Regions from separate parts of the Rattus norvegicus genome. Here region 1 is linked to region 2. The links are chromatin contacts, called in public Hi-C maps. All regions are on one chromosome and are shown on one strand. Each heading gives the region's core, a stretch centred on a gene start, on an enhancer-like site or on the middle of the called end of the contact. The rest is flanking DNA. Distances are from core to core; before and after follow the strand shown.

The links. Hi-C and Micro-C count contacts between places; a contact is called where the count stands out from the background.
Region 1: a contact with region 2 is called in a Hi-C map of liver, with 6 times the contacts expected there. The contact joins the promoter of Ctso here to the enhancer-like site in region 2. A contact is called at or near these places in 11 of 12 Hi-C or Micro-C datasets (the A7r5 cell line, the Rat2 cell line, Schwann cells and 7 more) and 1 of 1 datasets of contacts at active chromatin or transcription factors (oligodendrocytes).

What each region holds. Positions count from the first base shown.
Region 1 is chr2:169,526,510-169,532,454 of GRCr8, forward strand. Ctso (cathepsin O) reads left to right here and starts at 1,959. Exons shown (of 8, transcript NM_001427175.1): 1 at 1,959-2,130. The coding sequence starts at 2,023.
Region 2 is chr2:168,538,356-168,543,640 of GRCr8, forward strand. No RefSeq gene overlaps it. Among named protein-coding and RNA genes, the nearest start is that of Glrb, 35 kb to the left of the region's middle. Within about 2 kb of position 2,411, at least 5 of the 93 cell types and tissues checked have an H3K27ac peak or open chromatin away from gene starts, as enhancers often do.

The DNA.
Region 1 (5,945 bases), core at 709-3,208, 990 kb after region 2:
GAAGAATGCTGTCTTCTCAGAGCCACAGACATGGTTACAGAAGTCATCACTGTAAAGTGAAAATAGAGGCCTCTTTGCTCATGAAGTATTATGAATTTTACCTCAAGTGATAGTGGCTTCTATCACCCACTTTATCACTGTCAGGCTGCAGGAAACTCGTTCTCCAGGACCCATTATAATCTACTCTAAATAAGGTTTCCAGATGCCTTCACTGGGCATGTCATAGCCCTCTACATCTGCAGAACCAACATCTGATTTATAGCTTTTTAGGTACAGGGAGTAACTGTTCTCTGGTGCAGACCTGGTGATAAAAAGTCTGACCTGGGCATGAAGAGAAGCTCCAGGGAGGTCCTTTAGACCCTCTGTGATAAGATGTTTCTCTTGGAAAGTTTAGTGATGCAGATGCAACTGAGATAGAAAGGAGTCCACAGACTCCTGCGTATGCTAATCTCAGCAATTCTTGTGCAAGGGACCCTCCTTTGTAGCTTGCCCATCTCTATGCATTCTCTCCTGCTGTCATTAAACTGAAGTTATTTTCTGATGATAATTTTCTTCTTTTGACAATCCTTTGAGTGAGAAACATTTATACTTAAAGGACCAAACTCAGAATAATTGCTGTGATCGAAAGAAAGTTTATTTGGACTAAATTTAATAAGTTAATATCAACAAACCTCTACTGATTGAATACCCACTATATGTTGTTGGTGCATCAGAGACTAAAGAAATGAAATTGTCGCCCTCATGAAGCTGGCATTACAGAAAAGTGCTGTAGATCAAATGGCTACATATGTTAGAGACAATGGGGCAGTACCTGAAGAGTAAGGTGGAGAGGGGGAGGGGTTTGGGTTTTAAGTAGGGCAGTTGGGGTAGCCTGGGGATGAGGGAATGAGAAAATGGACACTAGGATTATTCAGATACATGCCAGGACAGAAGCTAAGACAGACACGATACAGAACACCCCATTTCTGGGAACCTGATTACAATTTGTCTACATAGGCTCTGCTTTTGGAAAACAGAGAAGGGATAAAAGAAAAACACAGTGAAAAGACTCACTCCAAAACAATAATTTGCATTTCGTGTGCATAAACCTTCTGAGAAGTGGCTAGCTGTCTTCTCCCAAGGGTCACCAGCGACTTGTGATATTTGATCACAGATCTTCAGTCACCCAGATTCCTTAAAGGAAAGCTCTCCAACACTGTACCGGAAACCTCTTAGGCTGAGATGTGTGTGTGCAGACATGTTGACTGGTTTGAACATGTTCCGTTCCTCTTGTTCCTTTTGCACTCTGGAAGCAAGATTTTTAAAACTGACATCAGAGAATTAAAGCAGGGGGTAGGAAGTGAACAGGATGGATTATGAAATAAACTAAGCAAGAAGAAAAATTATGAAATATACTAAGCAAGAAGAAAACAACATAATAAAACAGTAAGAAAAATTAAAGCAACCTTAACAATTAAACAAAGAAATACACAAAACGTGTTCAGCATATAATGAAGTGTTTAGAATTTATTAGCCAAATTTCATCACAAACTTTGGAAGCGGGTGCAGCTGTCTACAAGTGGAGAAATGGCCACAAGAAATTGTGTGGTTTTGTGCAGTAACAGTTTTGTCACTTATTTCTAAAGACCCATAGAAGGACGCGTGTAAATTCAGACACATTATACGTCCACATACAACCTGCTGAATTCAATGTATACACATTCAACGAACACATATTCAATTTGAAACGACAGGAAGAAAAATAATGTGCTTAATCTCAGATGGCAGGAAACACAAGTTTAGTCTCTTCGGGCTGCTGTATAAATCACGCCTTGCTCACTTTCTTATTAGATAAAAGGGAAACCCTTAATGCTTAATAACAGCACTAAAGGTCAGTGATGAGCCCAAGAAGCACCAAACAAACAAAACAGCAGGGACCCCGGCAGCTTTCTACTTCAGGGCGTGCGCCCGACTCAGGCAGTGGGCGGAGCCGAGAAACCGAAAGAGAAAGCGGGCTGGGCGCAGAGGACCTCGGGCGCCGGGATGAAGCCTCACGCGGCCAGCCTTTTGCTGCTGTGTTGCTGCTGTCTCGGCCGCGGGGTCGCCCGGACCTGGCCTTGGAGCCCCCAGCGGGAGGCGGCTGCCTTGCGGGTACCAAGTTCGCTCCCTTTACTTGTCCACTGCCCCGGGGCTCCTAGGGAGGGACCCAAACTCCAAGCGCGCATTTCCCCAGTAGAGCAGCTCCCTAAAAGCCTTGATTTCTCAAGGCAAGGATTAGTATGCTGTGCCCCAAAACACTAAAAGATGTCCAGGGCAAAGCTAAGGGGAACAAGTGCCCTCTCAACTCCAAAGCTTTCCCCACACCAAACCTGTCTCATAGAAAGCCGCCGGCAGAGGGCACTAGCTCCCTCCTGTGACTGGAAGTTCAAATGCCAGGAGCAGCTTCTTAATTCTGAGAGACTTCGAAGATGGATAAATGATTCTCTGTCCTTTATCCATCCACTGTCTACCACTTTACTATGAAGTTCTCTCTGGCTTTATTGCTTTTAAAAATTTTTCATAGTAATCCAATTTCTTTCTGAAATGGACCGAGTGGCTAACCGCGGATACATTTTCCCCAGTAACCAGGGAAACTGGCCGGAATGCGGATTCACACTTGGCCTCAGTTGCTATAGGTGATGCTATCTGACAGGTTTTTAAATCTGAAAAGATGCCATCACCATTTTATTAGAGAAGGAAACTCATCTGCTCTGACTCAGAGTCTGAATTCAAGGATGCTGCTCATGGGCCATTTAATTAGGGTCTCCTGTTGTTTTCTGAGATTTCTATGGGGCTTCATAGCTCAGCTTCCTTCCGCTGTCCTCTTTGGCCTAAGTTGGTTTCAGCTACCCTTGTGTTGTACTCAGATCAAAATGTGTGCCCTTTTTGCTCCCTTTGTTACTTTTAAGCTCATTTCTTGTTATCAGAAGCACTATTTCTCGCCAGAGTCCTTGACCTATGTGTTACCGAGACCTGTTCTTGACTTCATCTCCTGATGGACTAGACCCACTGGGGTGAAGTAGTCAGTATCATGGGTGTTGACAATGTGTTTATTGGCTAAATAGTTTTTTTTAAATCTTGAATGTTGAAGGTCAACGATGTAAGTGTATAATTTCTTTCCTCCTGGCTGAAATAAAGCGAGGTTGCCAACAAAAGCAACTTAAAGAAGGGTCTGCCTTGGCTCACACTTCAGGGGAGAGTCTATCATGATGGGGGTGTCATGGTAGCATGTGTGTGGAGCACCTGTCCACACTAAATCAACATCCAGGAAGGGAAAGACACGGATACTGTCTTCCCAGCTCATTTTCCTATCTTTATTCAGTCCAGAACCCTATCACCTGACACAGTGCCTTTTTAGTTTACGATGGGCTTCCTACCCTAGTTACACTCATCTAGAAGCATCCTCAGACTCGGCTCAAAGGTTTATTTCCATGGATATTCCCAAACCCAGTAAATGTACAGTCAAGATTACAGTCACAGTCACTGATAAATTACAAAATAGAATGTGTGTGAATTGTAATTTACATGCCTACTCATATTTTACTCATGAGGAAATTGAAGCCCCCAGACAAATGTCTAGAAAATGCCACTCTTTTGAAGAGAAATGCAACCAAGGATCCATCTAGGAAGTTAAAGGTTGGAAGTTGAAGAAAACACATAAAAAAATCTTACTACATTTTTAAAACTTCAGGTTAAAAACACCAAAACCGTGTTCCAAGCAGTTCCTGGTAGCAGGAATTTGCCTGCTAAGTTAGATGACCAGTTTTCTGAGAATTTAGTCCTTAAACAATAGCTACAAATTGTGAGTCCCCCTGTATGAATTAAAATATATGATAAGGGAAACTGGCTTGTAAGTCTGAAAAGCTTCATTTTAACAAAATTGTTTCCACTGTTGAATCCCTTGATTGGAGATTCTGTTTTCTTACAAGGCACATTGTGTACAGAATCTACAAAGTTATTTTGTTTCACAATGAAGCGAAACATTTTAAATTATGCTATAAAGTAAAATTGAGTAAGGAAGTACTCTAAATTCCACCGAATATTCCTTAAATGAAAACAAACAGCAGCCCTAACAGCTACCATTTCATTATTACTCAATGAGTCAACGCTCCTCCATAGCTTATTATGGGATGCCTTACATGCTACCTGAAGGAAAAGGAAAGGAAGGGCACTCGCACTCCCACGAGGTAGACTTTGCTTTCTGCTCTTGGTCTCCTGTGAGTATTGGCTGATTCTCTTTTCTTTACCTTAACTTTTCTTGTGGAAAGCAGATGAGAGACTCAGCTTTGTGATACTGTCACAAATAAAACCTCAGGTGGCCTACCTTAGTGGAGGAGAGCTTTGTGTTTCCTTACTGTTTCTGTCCATGCTTAGCTGTGACTTTGAACCTTTGGAGGCAAGGTGCCCTATGGAGCCTGCCGTAGAGGATACCTATTTGTGTCTCTGCAGCAGGGAAACAAGAGGGAAATGCCAGGGCCCGAATTGCCCTCCACCAGTCACCAAAACCAGTCTGCATTCTTAGCCTAGGGGGACATGAGAGGCTATAGAGAGATCAATGGATTCAGTAAGAGTTCTCTTCCTACTTCATTCTGAATAATCTTGATATGCCAATGAGTATGCGGCTTCACAGGCACAGTGAGGAGCTTTCCTTCAACACTGTGATGGCTCGTGCTACGTCTTCATTAAGCAAGTAGATTATTATAACATGTTAAAATGAGCGCTTATGATGAGCCCCAGATATCTGCATTACCTCTTCCAAGTACCCCTCATGCGTGGCTGTTTGAGAACTGCCAGGAAGAGGTGACTTCGAGAGTAGACAATACCGTTCCACAGACATCTTTCCGGTGATGTTTTTAGCTTAAAGCACACATTGTCTAAGTGGAAATATACTAAAAACTATAAAAAAAAATCTTAGATGAGATCGTGTTTGTTCATTTATCCTTCTGACCATCTCCTTGTCCTAATTTATCAATTAACCTGTGTTAGGAACTGATGTAGACTTCATGACACAATGAAGAATAATGTGTGTGGAGGCTTCCAGGTAGTTATAGCTCACTGACACATGTCACCCCGGTAGATATAGTACTGGGGAAGCTGGAAACAACTTTATCTAATGTACTCTGTCTGAAAATAAACAACATGTTATATATGTAGAATACTAGAATTCATCTCTAAGAAGCAGTAGGAAGTCCTGTGCATTAGAAAATAGATTCTCTCAATTATTAAAGGACAAGTAGAAAGTCCCTCTTTAATAAGGGATAACATATTAATCCCCTGGGAATTCCGGATCTGAGGTTTACCATTCCCATGTCTTGAGAGAAATTCCCAGCGATGATTCCATGTTGAGTGCAGTCTGTGTACATTTGTTCTTGCTTAGATTTACCCGACCTTCCAGAGAGAACATTTTCCATGCATACGTGGAACTGATTTCTCACCCACTGCACTTTAAGGCTTGCCAGTGAGGGCTGATAAGATCAAAGCTTAACAAAGAATGAGCTCAGAATGGTAAAAGAAAATGACCTTACAAGATGGGCAATGGTGACTTCATGCACCCCTAGCTTCTTGACAAACTAAGCGAGGAGAATCACTGGAGACATGGCGTTCAAGACTAGCCTTGGTACATAGTGAAAAATTTATCTCTGATTTTGAAGCATGAATAGATGAAAGGCATGTGGTACGAATGGAATCATCATCGGAAAGGAATATCTTCGCTTATATTGGTAGAAAACAGTAAACGAGAGTGCCTACAAGAACGCCTAGATAGCCCTGGGGAAAAGACATCAAATGTCCATGGCCTTCTCCTCTAATAGAATCAACACAAAGCCCCACAATGTGGCTGTCCCTCCAGCCTGTGCCTTACATGTTGAATGGCTATACCCACATATCGGGTGCTGGTTCCATGACTTTAGGAAAAGCAGATACCCGTC
Region 2 (5,285 bases), core at 1,161-3,660:
CCACTACACACTGTCTGCAGTTTTAATTTAGGATTAAAAATAGAATCTTTGGGGGTTGGGGATTTAGCTCAGTGGTAGAGCATTTGCCTAGGAAGCGCAAGGCCCTGGGTTCGGTCCCCAGCTCCGAAAAAAAAAAAAAAATAAGAACCAAAAAAAAAAAAAATAGAACCTTTGGGATTTTTCTTGTGGTTTTATAGGATCTATGCACACATCGAAGAAAATTTACTGTTCTTTTTAATATTGTGCCTTCAAAGATCGTACCATCTAATAAGTATACATCATGCTTATAATTAGTATGCAGGTTTTGGCATGTTTGCTTATAGATATTTGATATTTATTGATTATGATGTAATATTGTCATTTATTACTTTTCATTTTATGTTTGTTGTCTTGTTACTATAGTGCAAATTATTTCTGCATATTGAACATTTATCCAACACACTTGAAAAATTCATCAATTGATTGTAACAGCAACTTTTTCATGTTTTCTGGCCATATGATTATTTATGAATAATGACTTTGTGTACCTCCATTGCTTCTGATTACTGTGTCATTTTTCTTACCTTATTTTACTAATTACAGTGTCAGTAGTTCTAAGCAAAATATTGAATGGTATACTGAAAGTGAATTTTTAAATTTCAATTAATTTCTTGTTACTGATTTTAAAGGGGGATTTCCATTTTTATAACTTCTTAATTTTTCTATTTTTTTTAAAAATTTTTATAAATCTTTTTATATTTTTATGTAAATCTATTCACTTATAGGTTAATATGTTTTTCTTTATTCCTAATATTTGAGATTTTTTATCATGTATAAATACTGCATTTGCTCAAATACTTTTTCTAAGTCTTATCAAGGGAACCCTGCCATTTTCCTTGGCTCCCTTGCCCTCCTTCATTTAATAAATTGCAGTGATGTCATTTTTGCAAATGTTCAACTAACTTTGCATATGGAAAGACCTCATCTGGTATTGGAATTTATATAATTGTGAATTGCATTTATGCCCAAGAGTAGTCTGTAACTTCCTTTGTAATTTCCTTACTAGGATTTGGAATCAAGATTTGAATATTAACCTAATAAAAATAGGAACCATGCCTGCTTCTGTGGCTATTCTTGGTTGTGAACTTGACTACATCTGGAATTAACTAAAACCCAAGCAGCTGGGTATACCTGTGAGGAATTTTTTCTTAATTAAATCATTTAAAGTGGGGAGACCCACTTTGAATCGGGATCTTTTGAAGTGGGAAGATATGCCTTTAATCCAGATCATTTGAAGTGGGACGGTCCACCTTTAACCTGGGCTACATCTTTCGTTGGTAACCTCTATAAAGGGAAAGAATAAGGAAGCTGACTCCGTCTGCCTTTTTTTTTTTTTTTCATCCTTGCTGGCAAGTTTCATGCCTTCACTGGAATCAGAGCCTACTTTCCAGGATCCCGGAAATACTGAAGACCAGTGGACACATCCAGCCTCTCAGCCTAAGCAATTACTGGATTCTTGGAACTTCCGTTGGTAGACAGCCATAGTTGGACTAGCTAGACCACGGCCTGTAAGTCACTCTAATAAATTCCCTTCACACACACACACACACACACACACACACACACACACACACACACACCGTGCACACATTCATTCTGTCATGTTTGTTCCTCTAGAGAAACCTAAGACACTTCTTTTTCTGTTTCCTGACAGAATTATGTCTGGCTGGTGCTGACTCTTATCTATAATAATTCTTTTAATATGATATTTAGTAACTATATATTGGGGGTGGGATTCTCATTGTGAGAAGGGATTTGAATACCACATTTAATTTTTCCTGTTAAATTGAGTAAGAGTGCCCTGTAGTCTCTGGATAATTGGATATGTCTATATACCAAATGTTGTATCCGCTGCATGTTAGAAACACCTTTGACCTGAGTTTACAGTAAAGGAACAAGGCGAGAAATATGCGTTCTTGTAGAATTCACATTTTGAAGGGGAGACAGACTTTCCAGAGGTACAACAAGAAATCCAAATTTTCAGTTATGATTAATTCTAAGTAGAGGTTTCTAGTGCCATGGGAGTTGAACATGGGAAGGTTTTATTTAATCTAGACATATTAGGAGTGCTTTTTATGAGTAATTTATAAATTATTATGTTTTCAACTTGAATTTAAGCCATTCCTTTTATCTTTAAAATGTAATCTTAATATGGTGGTCCTTTTCTGTGCAACGCTTCTACCTTGGACTGTGAATGCAATTCTATCTCTAGTTTAGTACAAAATACCCTGATTACAAGAGAAACCGAGTTTTCTATGTGTCCTATACCTGGACAGCTGTTTTATATCTTGACTGTCATTACTTCTCCCCACCACATGGTGTCTCTGTTGACAACTGGACAGCCATAGCCACTGAGCCTTGCACCTCCCAAGAAGGATGGCATTTTGAAATTGACCTTGCAAGGATTTCACAGTCTTGCTTCTGGTCATTATGAACCATCGCTGTTGGTAGCCACGGCCCAGACTCTGCTAGTACTGTTTGAGAAATATTCCCAGTGTCTTAGCAGATGAGAACCACTGTTTATAGGCCTATGTAGATTTAGTTAGATCTTCTTGTATTTCTCAAGACTCTGGTAGTCTTGGCTATCTCTTCCTTACAGTTTACTGTTTACCATGTTAAAAGATAACTAGCCAAATATCTGGTTTCTAATACCAGCTAAACACAGAGATACCTATGGAGTCCATTTACTAAGGAGGATACTCTGTCCAGAAAGATCTGGGGACCTGCTTTCTACTTTCTAGAGAGACTTATCCTCCCAAGGATTACATAGATGATTTCTAGCATGTCCATCACTGAACAAAGAAAGGCAGAGTCAAAAACAAGTAAAAGTTTGTTTTATTAAACCCCCTTTTATTCTAGGTAGCATTGCCAAGGGGAAACTATTAATTGATTCTAATATTAGAAAAATGCTCATGCACCCAATCATAGCAACCAGACTGCTCCTCAGGGCTTTTCTCTGTGTAAAATTTTAGTATTCTTTAAACTTCCTCCAGGCCTGAATGATCTAACTTCTTATTGTTCTCATCCTTCCTCGATCAATTTCGGTTTGTCTATATCTTTTCAAAAGTTCAGTGACCAAAAATGCCACAATATCCAAATAACTAGCTCGTGAATGCATAATGTAGCACACAGATTGTTTCCAAATGTTCCACACATTGTTTTGCTTAATAAATTCCAGAATCATAGTGTTGAAGTTTAGTGTTAGCCTCAGGTCTTTCTTGTCGGTGTCCATAGTCACAACTTCCAATATTTTTATTCCTTTACTACACTTTATTTTGTTTCAGAATCCAGTATTTTAATTAATGTCACTTTGGTTCTTATTTGAGCATTCCAGAAAAATGTCAAGATTTCCAGATGCTAATGTGCCCAAAACTCAACCCCTATGTATGTGCTAGACTAATTATTCAGTAGTTTCAAAACTGGTTTCCTTAATAACTACTGTGTATTTTCCAAATATATCATAACTGTCATGAAGAAAAGCGTTGTTAAGACAATAGGTCACAATGTTTTTCTGATTCTCACAATGTTCTTTTGATTCTGGGAAAAGGTAATTATGTTTTCTCCCACTTCAGTAAAAATGCAATACTTCTGTGCAGGACAAAAAGCAATTCTACTTCTTCCTACCAGTTCTATAAGAACAACTCCATGAAGAACATTTCTTCCTACAATATGCTATAAGAACAACTCCATTAAGAACACTCTTCCTACAGTGTGCTATAAGAACAACTCCATTGAGAACACTCTTCCTACAGTATGCTATAAGAACAGTCTACTGAAGAGACATCCTCCTACAATGGGCAATAACAACAATGCCTTTAAAAACAGCCCCCTACCATGTGCTACTACTAAAGAAATCCTTTCCTCTTTGTTTGCATGTCTGGAAGCAAACACATTGATCCAACATTCCCGAATATCCCTCACTGTTTCTTAAGCTTCTGTATGTAATTTTTAAAGCATATTACACTGTTTTAAAAACAAAATATGTTCGATGGCTCTAAAAATCACAACAGAATCAAGTAAACCCATGAAGCTTAAATTCTATTGGCAGTCATTCAATAAGACACCACAATGAGGGATGTGGAGTTTGGGCAATTTTTAAGAGATTTGTCCAAAATCAATAATCAAAATAAACAACTAGTTAATAGGTTGTAAATTATAAGGTCCTTTTTTGCCCATACAACACTATCCCTACACTTTATACATCAATTTGACATGAAATTCAAATAACACAAGATGCATTGCCAATTACTGCTTTGTAAGTATGTTTGATTTTTATCCTTCAATGAGCTCCAAATTAGCACTTCAACAAAGAGTCTTGTGGAACTGGCATTGAGATTCAGCAACTTATTTAGCTAGAATTTCCTGCCTTTCCCACTTCCTGCTTCTGGTATCTCTATGGTAGTCATGAAATGTCCTGCCTTGTGGTCTGTTTGACTCTCTGGTCATTCTAATCTCTTCCACTTGTTTGCAGCATTTTGGACTGTAGCTAATTCCTGCTATTTCTTTGTGGCTTGTCTCAGTGTTTTTCCAAAATGTGGGAAGCAAATTTTATATTAATTCTTCCTCCCTAAGATTGCTTGCTCATACTAGGGGGAAAACTAGACTTTTTTTTTGTTTTCTCAATTCTGAACTTTATACATTTAAATTCAATATTCTTTATTTGAAAAACAGAGAATGGTATAAGAGTACTAAAATCAAGTTCTCTAAAACTTGTCAATGCTGAGAGCTGAGGAGTTAGCCCAGCAGAACACTTGCCTAACATTTAGAAGGCTGTCCGCCTAATCCCAGCACTAAAGGGAAAAAGCTGTTGAAATGATCAGTTGTGAGAAAGCACACCTCTTACCATAACTGGATTCTAGAGCAAGTCGGTGAGCGAGGGAAGAAAGGAACAGAAAGAGAACAGGGGGTCATGCTCACTATACAGAGAAGAAAGCCTCCTTGCAAGAAATGAATAAAGTCAACGTGCAAAGTAGAGGCTAATCAAATTTTCCTTTAAAAATCTGTTACTACTTTATTAATATAATGTACAAAATTATTGGCAAAGTACTGTAATTATCCAGCGAAGGAAGATAAGGTGTAAAGTTGATCATAAGGTGTAAGCTCATAGAAAAGATTAGGAAGTTCCAGTGTGTTAGTGCACATAGGGTAGCCAATACACATAAAAAACACAACAAAACAAAATAAAACAAAACAAAAAAGCAGAAACAACAACAAAAACCAAAAAAGTCTTATGCAATATTTTATAA